Regions from separate parts of the Hordeum vulgare genome. Here region 2 is linked to region 1. A link is a contact called in public Hi-C data. All regions are on one chromosome and are shown on one strand. The core of a region is the stretch at or near the end of the contact, and the rest is flanking DNA. Distances in the headings are between cores, read along the strand shown. Region 1 holds the start of LOC123397756 (F-box/LRR-repeat protein 14-like). Region 2 has its middle 24 kb from the start of LOC123398627.

Evidence for each region. A called contact is a pair of places that touch in the nucleus more often than the background predicts.
Region 2: a contact with region 1 is called in a Hi-C map of leaf, with 4 times the contacts expected there. The contact joins the enhancer-like site here to the promoter of LOC123397756 in region 1. A contact is called at or near these places in 3 of 6 Hi-C or Micro-C datasets (leaf and seedling).

The regions. Positions count from the first base shown.
Region 1 is chr5H:138,343,859-138,346,558 of MorexV3_pseudomolecules_assembly, forward strand. It overlaps LOC123397756 (F-box/LRR-repeat protein 14-like), which reads right to left and starts at 1,396. Exons shown (of 3, transcript XR_006610021.1): 1 at 1,153-1,396; 2 at 1-820.
Region 2 is chr5H:138,843,348-138,846,113 of MorexV3_pseudomolecules_assembly, forward strand. No RefSeq gene overlaps it. Among protein-coding and RNA genes, the nearest start is that of LOC123398627, 24 kb to the right of the region's middle. Within about 2 kb of position 1,359, at least 2 of the 3 cell types and tissues checked have open chromatin away from gene starts, as enhancers often do. A contact at or near this core is called in leaf, where this site is marked.

The DNA of each region.
Region 1 (2,700 bases), core at 146-2,645:
AGAAGACCCTCGAAATCTCATTCTTCTCGCTGGCAATTTCCCCAAAATTAACTGCTCATAAACCAAACAACAATCATGGAACATCAATTGTCAGTTTCATGACTAACCATCGATTTCCATATGACCATATCCCTCATGAACATCCCATAATCCACCCATTCGAAATTCAAACTTGCGTAGCTTCATCCTTCCTGGACCGAGCATTATGAGGTCATACAGGCTGATTCCACTGCAATTCTTGAGTACAAGTTCTTCCAATGATCCATTCAAGCCTAGATACTCCAGCCACTCGGTACTGCCTACTTTCTCACAGTTGCTAAGGTGGAGGGAAGACAGACTCTTGCAAGCAACTGCGACCGAGAGAAGTCCACTAGAAGTTATTTCAGGTACAGAGTTCAGCCTGAGGGAAGTCAATTTCTCGCTGTAGCATAGATAACCAAGACCGGTGTCATCGATTTGTGAACAGAAACTTAGTGTGAGATCGGTCAGAGAGGGACAGCAAGATATAATCACAAAGAGGTCATGGTTGTCTAACTGATCCCCGTGGGAAGGTGTCCAGCCAGCGTAATCGATCTCTACTTTCCACAAATTGGGGAACCGGGAGAAGAGTGACACCAAAGCTTCAGTGGCAAGGCAAAGGCCACAACCAACCCGGATGGATCCCTTTTGTTCAGCCTGGATGGCGAAGAGACGCTTGGAGACAAGGGAAAGAGAATTCAAGTCACTTCTTTTGATAACCCTCTTGACGATCTCTGCCAGCAGTGCCTCCGGGAGATCCTCCATCGAGTGCTAGTTGGGACTGAGTATCCAGAGTGCTGGACTAAAAGATAAACTATAATGAGATCAAAATGAAGCATCTGAAGATAATTTACAATCAAAATTGATAATTGTTGTGTTCATCAGATTGCTGGGCAAAGAAAGAAGCTACTAAACGCATCATCAAGACATCAACAATAAGCTAAATTCAGTACAGTGCTTTACTTGCTTACTTCGCAGCTTGCACATTCGATTATACGACATTAACGGAACAACAATGTAACTAGAGGGTCGAGCTAACCTAGCTACTGATAATACTGGTTTCCTTGTCGCCTGTATCAATCAAGTAACCGAAGCGGAAAGGAAGGGCAAAAACGAAATCGAATCCGTGCGTACCACGAACCAACCAGCGGAGATATGCCGATTGAGAAGAACGGGACAGAAATGGTGGCCGCCGTGGATGGGCCGGGGGAGGACGGCTCTGTCTCCAGTCAAATTTGAAGGGCAAGTCCCAGACTGATTCCGAATGAGGAGAACCCTGAAACCCTAGTCTTTCCGGGCGAGCGCAAGGGGGCGAGATATTTTGCAGATGGTGAAGAACGCAGGAGGCACTGTTCTTCGCGGTGGAGAGATCTGTGTGCCTCTGTTTCATTTTGTTTTCTTTGCAGGGTCCGGAGGGCGGTGGCGCCGGCCGTCCGGCCAGGATCCAGAACGGTGCTCTCTTGAGCCGTTCGATCTGTCCTCTCGCAGCCGTCAGATCAGCATCTGACATCTCCCGCATGCAGAACGCTACACCCTCCTTCTACTCCCTCTTGTCTTTCGCAATAGGATTTCACCTCACTTTCTACATATAAAAGCAATAATTATCCAAACAAAGTACATAACTGTTGGGGTTGAACCCGTCTTGCGTCGTCAGTTTTTCCAGCTTTCGTTGTTTCCTTGAGTTAGCTAGTCTGTTAGGATTCAATTTTTCTTTCCCTAAAGATTAGGTCAGGGCCACAATACGTGCGCACCATGGCGAGTAGCTACGAGCAGCACGACCGACTCTCATGCATCGTGAACGTGGGATGGCATGTCTGGATCGATTGTGGGCTGATCGCGTGTAATGTGTTTTCTTTCGCACTGAATAAAACGGCAGGAGGCCGAAGCAGAAAAGTTGCAGAATTGCGCAGCACAAAACTCTCTCTCTCTCTCGCTCGTTTTGATCGCAACAAGTGGCATCAGAGCCGTTTTTCTCGATCCCGCGACCATGTCCGCCGATGGGCGTGGCGGCGCTCGCTCGCCGGTGAGGTCCCTGACTCCTCCGTCGCTGCGACGGGGAAGGAGTAGGACCAGGCGCAGTAGCCGCGCCATGGTGGTCCAGGAGCGCGTCGTGTGGGAGCACGGCGGCGGCTCGTTCGTCTACCCCGAGCTCACCTCGACCAACTACACCGAGTGTGCACTCGTCATGAAGGTCAACCTGAAGGCCCAGGACCTTTGGGATGCAATTGAGCTGGGGTGCGACGTCGAGCGCGAGGACAGTGCGGCCATGGCGGCGATCTTGCGCGCCGTGCCCGCGGACATGCACGGCATCCTTGCTGTCAAGCCGTCCGCGAAGGAGGCGTGGGAGGCGGTGAAGGTGCTGAGGATGGGCGTCGAGCGGGCGCGCCAAGCGACGGCGCAACGCCTCTGCAGCGAATTCGAGTCCATCTCCTTCAAGGATGGGGAATCCGTCGATGCGTTCGGGATGCGGATCACGTCCCTCGTCAACAACATGCGCACTGTCGGAGACAACATTGAAGATGCAAAGGTAGTCACCAAGTTCCTTCGAGTTGTTCCATGGTGCTATTCACAGGTGGCGATTGCCATCGAGACGCTGCTCGACGTGAGCACTCTCACGATCGAGGAGTTGACGGGGCGGCTCCGCTCTATGGAGGAGCGCTACGGCCTCGACGACTCCGACGG
Region 2 (2,766 bases), core at 109-2,608, 500 kb after region 1:
TTGTATATATGCGGGGAATAGACGGGAATTTCATGACCCCTTGGAGGAGGGGTCCGAAACCAACCCTAACTCAGTTTTCCAACACATAGAGACTCTAAAAACAGCCTATATAATGTCGTATTTCGAAATTACATGGGCCTGGCCCAAAAATAAGGTGACGCGTCACCTATAATAGCCTATGGATAAAATTTATGAAGTGGCATCTTGTATATTTCGTCCAAGCCTTCATGCTCTTCTAACGGTGGTTTCAAAGTGCGAAAATTATCACTGCAAACTCCATTGTTCTTTCCCCTACGCACACCTTCTTCTCCATGTTTGATTCCACTCCAATGATCATCCTTCTTGTCCATGCTAGGTCCTTCATTCATAAGTAAAATAAAAGTATCTAATTCAGGCACCATCATATATTCATGAAACATTAAAAGGATTTTTAAAAAACGGAAGAATCTGGTAATTCAAATGACGTGCGCAAGCTCTAGTAATTGATTTAGTATGTATAGCTGCAGGGGCTATTATTGATGTCCTCATTCCAATGTGCTCGTAAATTTAAAATGCTTCTTGTCTTATAAACATATGACACAGGGGGGGGGGGGGGGGAGCGGACCACTGAACATTCATGTTCATGTTCCCCTTACCGGCTTTGGACATCTCCTAAAATAGTAAAGAAACTCATGGTGTTGTGTAAAGTTAATATAGGTGCATATAAAAAGTGAGAATATGGTCACATATCTGTACTGGTAAAAAATAAAATAGATATATTAAATTATGCAACAAAGAGATGTTCTTATCTTTTTTTTATTTTTATATTCATTTCATGTAGTAAATTCTAGTTGCTAAAATATATGGTATGTAGCATAGAGATCCTCCCTCCTCGTTACTATAGTTGGTCAGTAAGGTGTCGCTAATCTCGGTTGCATCTCAAGTGGGAAGTCGCGGATGGTGGACCAAAGCTCAATGAATTATGGGAGGGCACATCAAAGAGGTTTATGTGAATGATTTCCGTGTACTGATTGATTGGTTCGGAGGGCCGTCCAACACCGACTTTGATCCAAACTCGAAAGAATCCATCTTGCTCCCTGGCCCGCCAGCAGCGTCATTTTAATTCGTCTCGTCCTGTGGCCGAACACGAGCTAGCAACACTCGGATCAATTTAACAAAGACAATTAGACAAGAAAAGCCGGTGCCGTTGCTGGATCGGTTTGGCTGCAGAAAAGTTGGTGCCGTCATGCTGAGCCGGAGGTGCAATCCCGTCCACAAACAGAGAGTTAGGAAAAGCGACCACCCTCAGTCAGCCGGTACACGCATGCGCCGACCGACCAGGGGAACTTAAAAGGAGAATCTGAGGCGGAGAAAGGCTGCGACGCAACGTGAGGAGGTTTCTTGGATCGGACCGGCCCATGGTTTTCCCACTTCTCATGCGGTTCCCGCCAATGGAGCAGTTTCATTGAGGCGCATGCACGAACGTGATGGCTGACTCGGATTCTTGTGCCCTTCCTCTTGGCCTTTGATCGCTTGTCACTTCTTACGGATCCCTCCACGCGTACGTACGTAGGCTGCATCGGACTTGCTCTTTTTTGCGTTCCAAACTTTGAGCTCGAATGTGCCGGATCCAACAAATACACGAACCCACAAGCTAATTTCGCATGGGTGGGAAGGGAGGAGGCCCTGACCGACGTTGCTGCAGAGGCGAGGAAGCAGGTTGACAGATGGCTCGCTGGAAGAAAAAAAATCTAATCAACGGGGTGGCTTAGAAGGGCGATCGTGAGTTGTTCAGGAGGAGGGCGGCTGAAGGTAGAAGACGACCTAGAAGCCATGCGATGAGGATCCAACCACCAAGAATTTAAATGCATTTTGGTTTCAAACACTCAAACCTCGCTGTTAAGGTCAACTCCACCGTGCGACATCATCTTATCCGCGCGTCCGTTTGGGGTAGAACAGATGAATACCGCGGCTCAACGCGCGGACCCAAACGGATAAATGTCCGGATTTCGTATGTTTTCGATCCATCCCCGGTCCAAACTTGCGCCCAGTTTGGAAGAAACAGACATCGCGCGGACGCGCTCGCCGCACGCCCTTGTCCGTCCGTGACCCGCGTGTCAGGGACACAAGTACTCCCAGAAATTCCAACGCCTCCACCCCCTCTCCCGCCCCGCCGACGGCGCCGTCGCTATTCTCCGGCCACCTCATCCCCCGGCCGTTCATAGCAAACTCCGTCTCGCCATGGCCGCCACCACGCCCCCGCTTTCGCCCTAGTTTGGGCGTCGATCGGAGGAGGTTTGGCTAGCGCCGCCGTAGCCGGCGGCAGAGTGGATACGGCCGCAGACGACGTACCACGGCGGCCACGGCAGCTTCTGACGAGTACCCAGAGCGGCCAGTAGCCGGCCACCAACCACCCGTTCATCGAGGTGACCATCCTGGCCTCTTTGCCACCACGAGTGCAAGATGTTCGACACTATGCCCGCAAAGGTATGGACAGTGGTGATGAGTTTTTCTTTCACCACTTCATTTATTCATCGGATGATTCGTCGTCCGATGATGAAGATATTGTGGTGGCTGCAGTGATGGTTCATGACCACATCCAACGGCAACTTCCTCGATACAGGGGTCACTCCCTGGCTGTGCTCCGAACCTGAACCGCAACAGGGAGAGAGGCCAGGCCCTACTCTATGTCAATTACTTTGCGAACACACCGCTCTTCAAACCGGATAAATTCCGTCGCCGTTTTCGTATGGCAAGGCATGTGTTCAATCGTATCCGAAAGGGAGT